Regions from separate parts of the Sus scrofa genome. Here region 2 is linked to region 1. Evidence: chromatin contacts called from public promoter capture Hi-C data. All regions are on one chromosome and are shown on one strand. Each heading gives the region's core, a stretch centred on a gene start, on an enhancer-like site or on the middle of the called end of the contact. The rest is flanking DNA. Distances are from core to core; before and after follow the strand shown.

Evidence for each region. Promoter capture Hi-C pulls out the DNA fragments that hold promoters and counts their contacts.
Region 2: a promoter capture Hi-C map of fetal skeletal muscle shows a contact between it and region 1, with 3 times the contacts expected there. The contact joins the enhancer-like site here to the promoter of CCDC69 in region 1. A contact is called at or near these places in 1 of 5 promoter capture datasets (fetal skeletal muscle) and 1 of 2 datasets of contacts at active chromatin or transcription factors (skeletal muscle).

Annotation. Positions count from the first base shown.
Region 1 is chr16:71,772,284-71,779,514 of Sscrofa11.1, reverse strand. It overlaps CCDC69 (coiled-coil domain-containing protein 69), which reads right to left and starts at 1,279. Exons shown (of 11, transcript XM_021077105.1): 1 at 906-1,279. The coding sequence starts at 953.
Region 2 is chr16:71,867,925-71,874,510 of Sscrofa11.1, reverse strand. It overlaps ANXA6 (annexin A6), which reads right to left. Exons shown (of 27, transcript XM_005672613.3): 3 at 263-353. Among named protein-coding and RNA genes, the nearest start is that of ANXA6, 14 kb to the right of the region's middle. Within about 2 kb of position 3,295, at least 29 of the 83 cell types and tissues checked have an H3K27ac peak or open chromatin away from gene starts, as enhancers often do. A contact at or near this core is called in fetal skeletal muscle and skeletal muscle, where this site is marked.

The DNA.
Region 1 (7,231 bases), core at 30-2,529:
CAGGGGATGGATCGCCAAGTTTATAGACCACCTCCTCCCACCTGGCTGGAGGACAGGTGGCAGTGGGAAGAAGGCTCAGAACTTGAGGATAGCCCCTCCCCTCTCTGTGCCTCTTGCTGTCCTCTGGTTCCAGGCTCTGACCTTCGAGGCTTGTCAGACCCCAAGGGGCAGCTGGTCCCACTGCAAGAAACCCGAGTAGCGAGTAGCGTCTCCTGGGCCCTAACCCAGCTCAGAGGCCCCGTGGGGGGGGGGGGGGGGGGGGGAAGAGCTGCGCGGTGGATCGCCTCCCTGGTTGGCCCCTCCCAGCTACCCCTAGGACAGCCCACATGCACCGGCTCTGGGGCCTGAAGAGGCTTCAGACCAGCACTTCTCAAACTTGAAAGCCTATTGTAATCACCTGGGCATCTTGTTAAAAGGCAGGTTCTATTTTAACTCCCCCGGGGCACAGCCCCAGATTCTGCATTTCTAACAGGTCCCAGGTGATGCCCATGATATAAATCCACGGACCACTCTGCGTGTGGCAGCCCTGGACATAATCTGCTTCTTAATGGTGGGAAAGCCGAAGGCCCAGAGGGGTCAAGTCACAAGTCCATGGCCACACAGCGAGCAGCTCCGACCGACCAAGGAAAAGGGCACCTGCCATAGGCACTAACATTTTCCCAGTCTGCCATCCGGAATGAGCTGCTTTTCCCGGGCCCTGGGGCCGTGTTTGTAAACTCCGCTGCCCCGTGCAGCGCAGTCCAGGGCCGGGAGAGAGAGCGCGCCGCCCGGCCGAGCCGTCCCCACCTCCCTCAGTGCCGGCCTCTAGCAGTTGGGGAACCCAGGGAGCCGAGGGTCCCCTTCGGCGTAGCGGTTCCGTACTCCCTTCCCCTCCGAAGACAAACTTCTCCGCCGGCGCCCTTTACCTTTTTGGGGGGTTTGCAGCAACTCAGCCTGCTGTGTCCGCAGCCCATCCTCCTCCGGGGGCTCCCGGACGCCGCTTCCCAACTCCGGGGCCCCCAGAGAACCTTGCGGTCCGCGCCAGGCTGCCCGCTCCGCGGTCGGCGAGACCCTGAAACTGAACCTGGAAGCGCAGACTTGAGCCGGAGCTGGGGCGGCCGCGCGCCGTAAATACCCGAAAAGCAGGGCCTCCGAGAAGCCCTCAGGGCTCGCAGGGGCGCCGCCTGAGGCAGGTGACCAGAATCTTCGTAAATGATAGCGACTCGGGTCAGAGCGGAAAAGATCCCCACGAACAATGGATTCTTTCCAGGCTCGCTGCCGAGAAAAGGCCAGATAATTGCTACTAAAAGAATTATTTAGAAACACAACAGCTAGCCTTGATTGAGAGTTTCTGTCGTGGCTTCTTCGCACACATTATTTCTATTTCTTGCTCTCTTTGCCGCAAAGGTATGATTTCCTCCATTTTACAGGTGAGGAAAATGAGGCTCAGAGATAGGATTTGCCTAAGCTCCTGCAGCTAGGAAGTACCAGAGCCTAGATAAAATCCAGTTCTATGTCCAGAACCTAAGCTTCCAACTACTTCCCTACAAATACATAAGACTGTGAAGTTTAATTGTAATGCCTCCTCACTTCTGGGTCTATAGCTCTTTCCAGTTCACAAGCATTTGTAATATTCTATCTATCCAACTTTGTGAGGCAGATGCAGGGAGAACAGGACATAAATATCAGTGCCCGGGAAAAAGAACTTTTGTGTACCCTTGCTTTTTTTTTTTTTTAAACTAGCAGAGGTTTCCAGCAGTGGCAATCAGAAAAAAGACACCTAACTTTGAAAATTAGTGTGAGTGCGTATGCTAGAAACTTATACACAGCCCAGAGACCCTGGAAAGGTGGACTGATGCAAGGGATGTACGGTGATGGATGGAAAAAGAATGTGAGATCGCAAAAGAACTTCCCCCTCCCCAGAGTAGAAGACCGGTTGCAGCAGGTTCAAAGAAAGGAACCTGAGGACACGGGCAATATTGGGTTCTTGGAAAGAAGAGTCGTGTAAGGCGGTGGTTTACAAAGTATGATTCCCCAAAGCAGCAGCAGTTAGACGTAGAGACTACCACACGAAGTGAAGTTAGTCAGACAGTTGAAAGACAAACAGCATATGGTATCACTTATCTGTGGAATCTAAAAAAAAAGGATGCAAATGCATTTATTTGCAGAACAGAAACAGACTCACAGACTTTGAAAAACTTACGGTTCCCAAAGGAGACAGGTGTCGGGGTAGGGGAGGGGGGATGGACTGGTGGTTTGGGATGGGCACAGGCACACTGAGGTATATGGAATGACTGGCAAATGGGGACGTGCGGTATAGCATGGAGACCTCTACCCGATCTTCTGTGATCGTCTGTGGGAAAAGAGTCTGAAAGAGACTGGAAGAGTATACGTGGATAACCGCATCTCTTCCTTGTACAGCGGAAATTATAACAACATTGTAAATCAACTAGACGCCAATAAACTTTTCAAATGAAAACAACAACAAAAGAAATACAAACTCGGGGAGTTTCCTGGTGGCCTAATGGTTAAGGACTGGGCATTATCACTGCTGTGGCTTGGGTTCAGTCCCAGGTCTGGGAATTACCATATGCCATGGGCCTGGCCAAAGAAAAGAGAAAAGAGGAAAGAAACACAGATGCTCAGATCCCACCCAGACCTATGGATCCTAAACTCTGAGGAAGGGGATCAAGATTATCCAGCTTCCCAAGTCCTGAGCATATTCAAGTTGGAGAAGCACCTCTGCAGGATGGGCTGAATGGGTAATGAAGAAAGAGGTCTACTTAAATTATAATGATTACGGAGTTTCCATTGTGGCTCATCAGGTTAAGAACCCAACTAGTATCTGTGGGTATGCAGGTTCAATCCCTGGCCTTGCTCAGTGGGTTAAGGATCCCGAGTTGCCACGAGCTATGGCTTGGGTCCTAGGCCTTAGCTGCAGCTCCCATTTGACCCCTAGCCAGGGAACTTTCATATGCAGCAGGTGTGGCCCTAAAAAGAAAAAAAAAATTAAAATGATTATGAACTAGAGCTCATGATTTACTAAAAACCCCAACCAACCAACAAGCAAATAACCAGAACATAAATATCCAAGAAAAGAAGCTTAAGTTAATTATGATTTATCCATAAAAATAGAATGTCATGTCACCAATAAAAATAATGATGAGGATGAAGTTTTAAAATGTTATAAAAGGTAACAAATTCATCCTTATCTTAAAAAAGTGTGCATAGTGATTACCTCTAGATGAGGGTGAGATTTGGGATATTTAAAGCTATTCATTTTCTTATCTTTACAACATGAGTATATGCTTATTACTGATAAGAAAATGACTGTTGTAATAAGAAAAAGTTTTCAAAAAATATGTTTTTAAACCCAGGTATGAGATTGAGACAAGTTTTTCACCATCAAGTGGGTATGTGAGGAGTTCCCGTCGTGGCGCAGTGGTTAACGAATCCAACTAGGAGCATGAGGTTGAGGGTTCGGTCCCTGGCCTTGCTCAGTGGGTTAAGGATCCGGTGTTGCCGTGAGCTGTGGTGTAGGTCTCAGACGCAGCTCGGATCCCATGTTGCTGTGGCTGTGGTATAGGCCGGTGGCTACAGCTCCGATTTGACCCCTAGCCTGGGAACCTCCATATGCCGAGGGAGCGGCCCAAGAAATAGCAAAAAGACAAAAAAAAAGTGGGTATGTGAAAACTCAAAGAAATAGACAGTGGTTATGAATGAACTACCTAGAAAAGCAACGTAAAGAGCAAACAGGGCCAAAAATTGGGGGGTGGGGGGATCACACCAGTAACGCCCTGTGTGGTCTGAACCTGTTGTTTCTCCTTTTGGAGAGTTTCTCATCTGAACATCAAAGAACTGAACTTTCTACACTGATCTTGAATCTTAATGTCAACAGTTGAAATGAATAACTTGGACTGGTAGGTAGCAATCAGGGAGGCCAATTCTGTTCCCCAAGCCTCTGTTCTCAGGAGCGCTTGCCTTCAGCATCTTTAAGCTTCCTGGGAGACCAGGATCAGATTGCCTACTTCCTCTCAACTGGCTTTTCAGTTATGTGCTTTGAAGTTTCCGACAGAGGGAAACCCCGAAAGAGCTTCTGGTAGGAACTTGAGTTTGAACAAGTTGCTAATGAGATTTGGGGTGGTTGATGTGCTAGTCAGGTTCAGTTAGGTTTTGCTGCAGTGATGAATACAAATCTCAGCAACTTATCATGAGTGAAGCTAAGTTTTGCTCATAGCACATGCCCAGCATGGGGAGGCAGAGGGCTCAGCTTCACAGAGACACTGACACCATCCTGTGATGCAGCCATACCCATGCCATGACTTCAGGGGCTGCCAGGACAAAAGAAGGCAGGTACTGAGAATGGTGCCTAGAGTCTTAAGTCCTTCCACTCAGGAGAGACACATATCAAGTCCACTCGCATTTTGTTGACTAAAGCAAGTCCCATGGTCATGGCTGACTTCAAGAGGATGGGGAAATACACTTTGTGCCCAGGAGAGAACCAGAAATACTTGTGAATGGCGGAAATGCCTACCATAATTAGCAATCAATAAGCAGGTACAATGATGTGCCCATTTCTTGGGCAACCAGGATGACTAACGACCTCGGAAACTCCTTGGTTCTAGGGACATTGGGATTATTGGCTACCCTATGGGCAAGGCAGAATGAGGACGCAGTTCTTATCTTAAATTAGTTATAATCTGGGAGTTCCCACTGTGGTGCAGCGGAAATGAATCCAACTGATGTCTATGAGGATGCGGGTTCAATCCCTGGCCTCACTTAGTGGGTCAAGGATCTGGCATTGCATGAGCTATGGAGTAGGTCACAGACACAACTCAAATCCCGAGTTGCTGTGGCTGTGGTGTAGGCTGGCAGGTATAGCTCTGATTTGATCCCTAGCCTGGGAACTTCCATATGCTGTGAGTGTGGCCCTTAAACAAACAATCAAACAAACAAAAATTAGTTAAAATCTATTTTTTTATATTAGACCTCTACATTGAGAAACTTACCAAAGCAGGTTATAAAGCGAGTGTTGAGCCCTAGTCTGGAAACCTCCATGAGCTGTGGGTGTGCCCCTAAAAAGCAAAAAAAAAAAAAAAAAAAAAGTAATCCATATGGAAGTACAAGCATTAAAAGGAGATAAGAAACCAGGCTGGATGGGGCTGGGAAAGGAGCACCTCCAGGAGAAATACTAGAGCCAAGGGCCATTCATGGCAAAAGGAATCCTAGACTCCTAGGTTGGGATGGGATCTGATGCTTAGCCTCAGTTGCTTGCCACTCAGATAAATCTCTTATAATTTCCTTTCTATCGTCCCCCTTCCTACTGGGCTGGTGCAGTCTGTGAGTCCTTCCAGTGATGGGGAAATCTCTACTTATCTTTCAGTATCTAAGGGGAAGAGGAGAAGCAGGAAGGAGTAATTATAAAGAGGAAGGAACAGCATGGGTCAACTCAGGGTAGAGTGTGGAGGCTGGGACGTTGGGGAGCCAGAAATTAGTGTTGGTGACTAGGTCGTGGGTAAAGGGACACAAGCTGAGGATGGGGGATCTGCTCTTTGGGGAAAGATTGGAAAGAACGATACGGGAATGATCCTGAACCTCTGTCATATGAAAAGTACAATATACTCACACGTAAAATGTTTTGCCTGGAACTTCAGGAAGTTCAGGGCCCCCTGCAGCCCACACGGTGGGGCTGCTTGTAGATCTCAGGTTAAGAACCGCTCAACTCAGGGGTCACTAAACATCTTTCCGGCCTTAAAAGCCTGCTCTGTGCAGGTTCTGATTGAGCCCAATTGTTCCCCAAACATGTTGTCTGCCTGAAGTGACTTCCTTCACCACCCATCTCTGTGGGTTATCATTCTGCTTGTACATCAGTAAGCAGCTCAGATGCCCTCTCCTTCCAAAAGCCTTGCAGCACCTGTTCTACAGCTCTCTTGCTTGGGTACTCTGCGAGTCTCCCTAATGGACTAAGGGTCACACAGCTCTGCCTCCTCCCTCTACTTAACCTGGTCCTTAGCACATCGTGGCAGAGACTTCCAGTCCCCTTACTCAACTTCCAGTCTTCGCTCTTCCTTGATGACAGACTCCTGATGTTCTCTGGGATGGCAATGTGCTGGGCTGTCAGACGACTTAGCTTCACTTGCACCAAAGGATGGTCAGTGATATGTAAGGGGAAATTACTGGTTGGGGCTTCCAGGAAAACATTTAACAGAAGAATGACTCAGCTGGGTGTAGAGCTCCCCCTTTCCTTGCCTCTGCTTTTCCTGCCTGGAATAGAGACATGATGGCTGAATTCCAGCAGCCATTTTATTACCCTGAGCAAAACGGTGGAAGGAGCCTGGATCATCAAAGCATTTATGGAGCCCCAACACCAGCTTTGATTAACTACTTCCTAATATTTTCACATAATAAACACCACATGTATTTAAGCCACTGCCACTGAGATTGTCACTAGCAGCAGAATGCAATTTATAACCAATTCAGAGGTCACTCAATAAGGTTTTTTTTCTATTGAATTTAATTAGAATAAATTACTCTTGGAGACACTATATGTGCTCCAGCTTCTGGAGATGGGACATGAAGCTCCGATGAGGAAGTTATCCTGGATTTGACAGACCCTTGATGGACATGTTGGTTTTGACAGCTTTCTCTTGGAAGTAAACATTAGAGAAGAAAACGAGAGGGAACCTAAAATTGTTGCATTCTCAGGGTTCTATCGGAGTGTTTCTCAAGGAGTGAGCAGACTCCTTTGCTTCAGAATCATCTGGAGTCCTCTCTCCTTTCCCCATCCATTGAATCCAGCGCCGGGGGACTGAGTCCCAGGAATTTTCACGATAAAATTTGAAATTGTTTGCTCCAGTGGTTGTGGTGGGTCATCTCACCAGGGAATCAAATTGCTGCATGAATTGTATTGAATCATAGTGAATTGAATTAATGGGGAGGTCCCTGGAAAGGAGGATTGAGTGTGAGTAATGCTAATTACAAGCAGACATCTCTGCCTATTTTCCCGGGAGACCTGTGGTTTGGGACTTGGGGGCTGCCTCGGGAGAGGCGACTAGATTCACTTTACCACTTTCTTCATAAGAAGAGTGAATTCATATCCGTCACCATGGGTGAATGCTTCTCTGGTCCAGGAAGGTCAGATGGAGGTCCTCAAGGAGCTTCCACGGTGACGGTGACACAGAGGAAGTGGCTACAGAGCATCACCTAGGAATTCTAGGGGACACTGCACATCACCTCTCTAAATGGGCTCCAG
Region 2 (6,586 bases), core at 2,046-4,545, 93 kb before region 1:
AAAATCCTAACCACTAGACCACCAGGGAACTCCCAAAGCATCACCTACTCTTTAAACCTTCTTATTGGTCTGGAATGGTTCATTATAAAATTATTAAAAAATAAAAAGGGGAGACAAAAGGATGAGTGCGTACCTCTCACCATCTCACCCCACCCTCCCCCAAAAGGGCTGTGGGCTGTGCGCATGTGTGGGGACACCCCAAGCCCAGGTGAACCCTGTTTCCTTCCCCGTGGGTCCCTCTTCCCAGGGGCTGAGCACCCACCAAAGCCCTTCATGGCGTTGTACAGAGTCTCGGCATCCTGGCTGGGATCGAAGTTAGGGAAGTCATGAATGGAGCCACGGTACCTGGCACCCTGTGGAGAGAAGAGCAGAGGGTGCGCTGCCAACCTGGCCGTGACTGGGGCTCCCAGCCCCAAACCCAGCTCACACTCTCAACCCTGGTCATAGGTCCCTGCTGCACCTGAAATAAGCAAGTATTTGTTACAAATCCCCAAACCCACACTCCACAACAGCCATGGCAAGACCTCGGGTGTATTTTCACGATTCTCTGTGCTGACCCAAGACACGAGGGGATGGAACCTGTCCACCTCTCTCTCCCCCACCCATGCTCTCCTACTCCGGACACTGATGTCACTCACCCAGACGGTGGCTGAGATCCCTGCACCTAAAAGGGAGCACCAACTACAGAAAGCCCAGGCAAGGGGAGGGAGGACTCTCCCTGTGCCTCCTGCCACCACCTGCCCCAAGGACGTGCCCTTTCCCTCTGGGGGCGGCTCAGACCAGCCCTCTGCTCTGCTCCATCTTTCCAGGACACAGGAAGGACAAAAGCCAGAGAGAGTGCGGGGGTGGGATGACGGGGGACGGGCCCCTCACAGTGATGGCACAGTGTACAAAGCCCTTTCACTCTACAATGGTGATTATTTTAGATCTTGTAGAAGCACTGAGGATGAAGTCTATCAGAAACAAAGACACCGAGAGCTCCCATCTTGGCTCTGTGGTCATGAACCCAACTAGCATCCATGAGGATGTGGGTTTGATCCCTGGTCTCGATCAGTGGGTTAAGGATCTGAAGTTGCCGTGAGCCGTGTAGGTCATAGATGCACCTTGGATCTCACTTTCCTGCAGCTGTGGTGTAGACTGGCAGCTGCAGCTCCGATTCAACCCTTAGCCTGGGAACTTTCATATGCCCCGGGGTGCAGCCCTGAAAAGCCAAAAAAAAAAAGAAAAGAAACAAAGACAGAGTCTCTCTTGCTGGGATCACATAGAACCCAGATTTCTGGCCTGTTCCTTTCTGCTCTCCAGCTCCAGAAACCTGCAGCTGCCAGCTTCCAAGGGTGGTGTCTTGGCCTGGGCGGGGGGTGGGGAGGCCAGGCCCAGAGTTACCCTCAGAATCAGTGCCCAGACGAGGTGCCACTCCTCTGGGCCCAGTAAACTGAGCCGTGAACTGGCATCTGAGGACAAGCTGGCTGGGTCCGGGGGTGAAGGGAGGGAGAGGCAGAGCCAGAGAATTTTCGAAGTTGAACCTGAGGAGGGCTGGTTCACAGAGAAGGCAGATGTGGGTCAGCCACACAGCCCTGGGATGCATGGGCCTCAGAGAGCAGCTGGGGGCTAGGAGAGCCGAGGAGGTCAGAGCCCACCGTGAAGCACCCAGCTCCGGGCCAGAACACTTAGCCTGTGCCAGGCCAGCTGCAAAGGGCTGAAGATTCAGGGAGAAAGAAGAGCCCAGCCCGACTTTATGAGCTTCAGACCCAGTGGAGGAGAGACGCTAGCATACACATGACACAGAGCTTGTGATAAATGCCCAGGATGGAGGCAAAGCAACGTGGGAAGAAAATAGAGGGTAATTTCAGCTGGATGAGGGGGGGTGACCTGCACAAACTATGCCTTAAAGGAGCAAGGAGTGCATGGGGGCAAATGCGTCTCTGTCACCTGCTGTGTCTCCCAGCGCCCGCTCTGCAGGACCTGACCAGGCGTTTGGATGCTCCGTGCTTTATGTCTGCCGTTGCTGGCTCCTCTGAGGTATGCATGCGTGGGTGCAGGGTTGCTATTTAAAGTTCTGACAGGGAGGGTGACCAGAAAGGGACATGGCCCGCTTCCCGCCACTCATGAATCTCCTGCAACCCGATCACAGCCCTGGGCAGAGAAGGAAAGAGTAACACACGCCAAATACCCAGATCAGAAAAGAGATACTACTCCCTTTAGCAAGCTCCATCTGTTTTGCATTTGTTTTGCTCGCTGATGTATTCCCAGCACCTAGCTCAGGGCTTGGCACAACTAGACGCTCACTGTTTCATAGGTAGGTAGGTGCGCAGGCGGATAGTGACAGTGAATATACCCTGAGCAGATCAAAGAAGACCTCCTGGAGGAGGAGTCTATGCTGAGCCCTCGAGAATGAGTAACAGCTGGCCCAAGGGGTGGGGGAGGACAGGAAATGGCTTCTACAGAGCACCAGCGCAGCAAAGCCTGGAGCCACGAGCACGCGAGAACATTCAGAAAAGCAAGCCCAGATTCTTCAGTGCTCAAGCGGACGCCCAAAGTCGCCCAAAGTTTCCAAGATCCTGGGACTGTAAATAGCCAGGCGGGTAAGAGGGAAAGAGGGGAAGATGGAAGTGGAGCCCACCCTCCCCCCAGGAGGAAGGGCAGAGGTCCCAGCAGCAAACCCTCCCTCCTGCTGCTGCTCCTCCTCCCCCAGAGCGGTAGTGGAGGGAGCATCCGGGGCAGAGGACGTCTAAGGGCCAGATGAAGCGATGCCATGTGGGGGCAGAAGAAGTCTAAGGACTGACACACAGCTCCATCCAAATGCTCCCTTAGAGGCGGGCTTGGCCAGCAGCAAGGCTGTCTCTCTTCCATGTGGGGCTCTGCACCACAATACTCCAATCTTTCAGGGGACTGCCCGCAGACTAGTTATCACAGCACCTGGCAGGATCACAGCCACGGGTAAGGGGGGACAGGGAGGGACCCGGCACTGGTCACATTTAGAGACGCAGAGATCATTCTTCGCATCACCCAGGTTTTCCCACCATCTCATTCTCACCCCAACCTGGAGAATTTGCATCTCCAAGTGCCACCCGTGCAGCTGTCCCCTCTCCTCCACCTCACCCTGGCCTCTTGCCACTCCCCTGGCAGGCAGGGTCCTGGCCTCAAGTATCCGCGATGGAGGCGAGGGGGAGCAGAGAAGGGATTTTCCACCCTGAAATATGCAGCAGGTCCTGCTGCCAGCTGGTGAGCAGCCTGGACCCCGGACTCTGCGGTCTCAGGCCCCGCCCAGGTCTCAGGCCCCGCCCAGGTTGCAGCTGGAGCAGGAGTCCCGAGGCTTCTCGGGGGCAGAACTGACGTCACCCAGAGATGTGGCTGCCTGGTCAGGACTCCACCTGAGAACCACCCTGACCAGAGCTGACCCTCGTCTCTGCAGCTCCTGGCACTCCACGCTCCAGCACCTGCCCCTCTGGCCCTGTCCTCAAAGTGTGTCCAGCCGCATGTTCAAATCCAGAATATCCCTGTGAGACAGAGGCCACAGATCCCGGCTTCTCAGCCTTTCTGGGACATCACACTATTTCTTCACGACTTCGGGTCTCACGTTCCTTCTTCTGGAGGGAACAATAGGGAGAAAGGCACAGCGATCACAGTAGAAGGGGAATGACCTGGGCCAGAGGAAAGATGGGTGGCTTGTGCTGTGCCTGTGTGTGTGCACGCGAGCACGTGTGCTCTGTGTGTGTGTGGGGGGGGCACCAGGAACAGGGCTGGGATGCTAAGAATTAGGCACATTAGACACAAACGTCAGCTCAGTGGAAGGAAGATCCTTCTCACTCTTCTCTAGCACAGATGGTACCCAGTTGACAATGGCTCAGCTTCAATTTTTTGACTTTGCAATGGTACAAAAGCAACTCACATTTGGAGTTCTCATTGTGGCTCAGTGGTTAACGAATCCAACTAGGAAGCATGAGGTTGCGGGTTCGATCCCTGGCTTTGCTCAGTGGGTTAAGGATCTGGCGTTGCTGTGGCTGTGGCGCAGGCCAGCAGCTACAGTTCCGATTCGACCCCTAGCCTGGGAACCTCCATCTGCTGCGACAGCAGCCCCCAAAATGGCAAAAAGACAAAAAACAAAAAAAACCCCATGCATTCAGTAGAAACTGTACTTCGAACTGTAACTTCTGATCTTTCCCGGGCTGGCGATGTGCTGCACGCTCCTGCCACGATGCCAGGCAGGGCAGCAGCCGCAGCCCCCAGACGACCACATGATCACGAGGGTGAAAAACTAATAGATTGACAGGCATTCTGCCCCCACACAACATTCTGTTTTTCACTTTCAGTGCCGTAGTCGGTACGTTACAGGAGATATTCCAGACTTTATTATGAAACTGGCTCTGTGTTCGATGACTCTGCCCAACCGCAGGCTGATGTAACGGTTCTGAGCACCGTCAAGGTAGGCGAGGTTCACTCGGATGTGCAGTGGGGTAGGTGTATTAAATGCATTTTTTTTTTTTTTTTGGTTTTTTTGTTTTTTAAGGACTGCACCCGTGGCAGATGGTGGTTCCCAGGCTAGGGGTCCAACTGGAGATAAAGCTGCCAACCTACGCCACAGCCACAGCAACACAGGATCTGAGCCGCATCTGCGACCTACACCACCGCTCACGGCAACGCCGGATCCTTAACCCACGGAGCGAGGCCAAGGATCGAACCTGCAACCTCATGGTTATTAGTTGGATTCGTTTCCACTGCGCCACAACAGGAACTCCTAAGTGCATGTTTGACTGAGGATATTTTCAATTGCCCATGGGTTTATCGGCACGTAATCCCATTATAAGTTGAGGATGAACTGTGTTGTCTTCGGCCACACCCTCTCTCCCCAACCCGGCCTCCAACCACCCAAACTGCTGTCCTGAACACACTAGTCTTCCCTCTCTGGCCCTGGGTTCTGGCACCCCCTCTACTTAAAGCAATCTTAGCTACAAGCAAGAGCTGCAGGGTGGCAGAGCCCATTACTGCCACTGCGATCACTGTACCGTTCTTCCCACTGTTTCCTCCAGAAGAGGGAACTTGAGGCCCAAAGTCGTTCTCTAAAGCATCCTCAGCATCCTCCCTGCTCAGCCCGGAGTAGCTCCCTTCAGGCAGCTTTCCTCTTCCCTCATCCTATGTGTCCCCAGAGCTCCACTGCTGCCCGCAGTGGAGCAATAACACCATGCAGAGAGGGTGCCCACTCGTCCCATAGGACCCCCAAGGCTCTGCCATCCTGCAACTCTTGCTTGTAGGATGTCTATGGCCCCTGGTCCATGGCAATAAGAACCCACAGGTCAGCCAGGCAGATAGCTTGGTCCGGGAGCACTGGACCAGGAGTCCCAAGCAAGATCTGTGCCCTAGGACCGGGCCACCCTGGTCTTCCAGGGCCTGGTCTGTCCACTTGGGTCATCCAGAACCCTCCGGTTTGAATGCTTCTCAGGAAGTAACTCTGGGATGGGCACACATGGGAAATGGGGGAGCAAAGATATATGCCTTGGATCTTTGCCCATAACCATTGGCACTCTTTCCTCCTGGTCAGAGGCCACCTGTGCAAACCAGGCTCCTCAAAGGTTGACAGGGAGGCCGTGGCTAAGACTCTTTTGAGTACTGATCCTCTATCATATAATATACTGCGCTCCTCAAAAATAACGAATATATATCCTTTTTTTCTCCACTTTTTTTATTACTCAATGAATTTTGTTTGTTTGTTTGTCTTTTTGCACGGTATGTTCCCACAGCATATGGAGGTTCCCAGGCTAGGGATCTAAACGGAGCTGTAGCTGCTGGCCTACGCCAGAGCCACAGCAACACGGGATCCGAGCCGCGTCTGCAACCTACACCACAGCTCACGGCAACGTCGGATCCTTAACCTGCTGAGCGAGGCCAGGGATCGAACCCGCAACCTCATGGTTCCTAGTCGGATTCGTTAACCACTGAGCCATGATGGGAACTCCACTCAATGAATTTTATTACATGTGTAGTTGTACAACGATCATCACAGAGAATAGATATCCTTAAGGCCCTTGCGCTTGGGGTGGCAAGTCACAAAGATGGGAAAAAAATGTAGTTAGCACTGAGCTCAACTACTCTGGAATGGAAAGTGGGGCCCCAGAGAAGGTAAGAACTCCCCCAGGATCACGCAGCTCCTGTATGAGGTCTGTGGACGACAAGCTCTGCCATAGGCGTGAGGGACCAAAGGGCCGAGTCAGGCATCCCTCAGTTTGATTCTCCCTTTTCAGTCCCATCACGGCAGTGACCATGTCTCCTTCGCTAAGGCCAGCCAATAGGGATCATTCTCAGGCAAACCCTGGCACTGCATGATACCCAGCTCCGGCCAAGGACAGGCCCCGGTCCTGGCCACACACAGGAGTAAGAGCTCTGATACACCTCAAATTCTGCAGCCCAGTAAAGTGCTTAGACATGAAAGACTGGGGTTCCCCCGGCCAGGAAAACTCGAAAACTCTCCCAAATGCATATGACAGGGAACACTTCCGCCTCCAGAGCAGGGAGGATCCTCTAATGCCTGTCCAGTACCCATCACCCTTCCTAGGGCAACCACTCTTGGGCCATACAGTTCAGGTGGACCCAA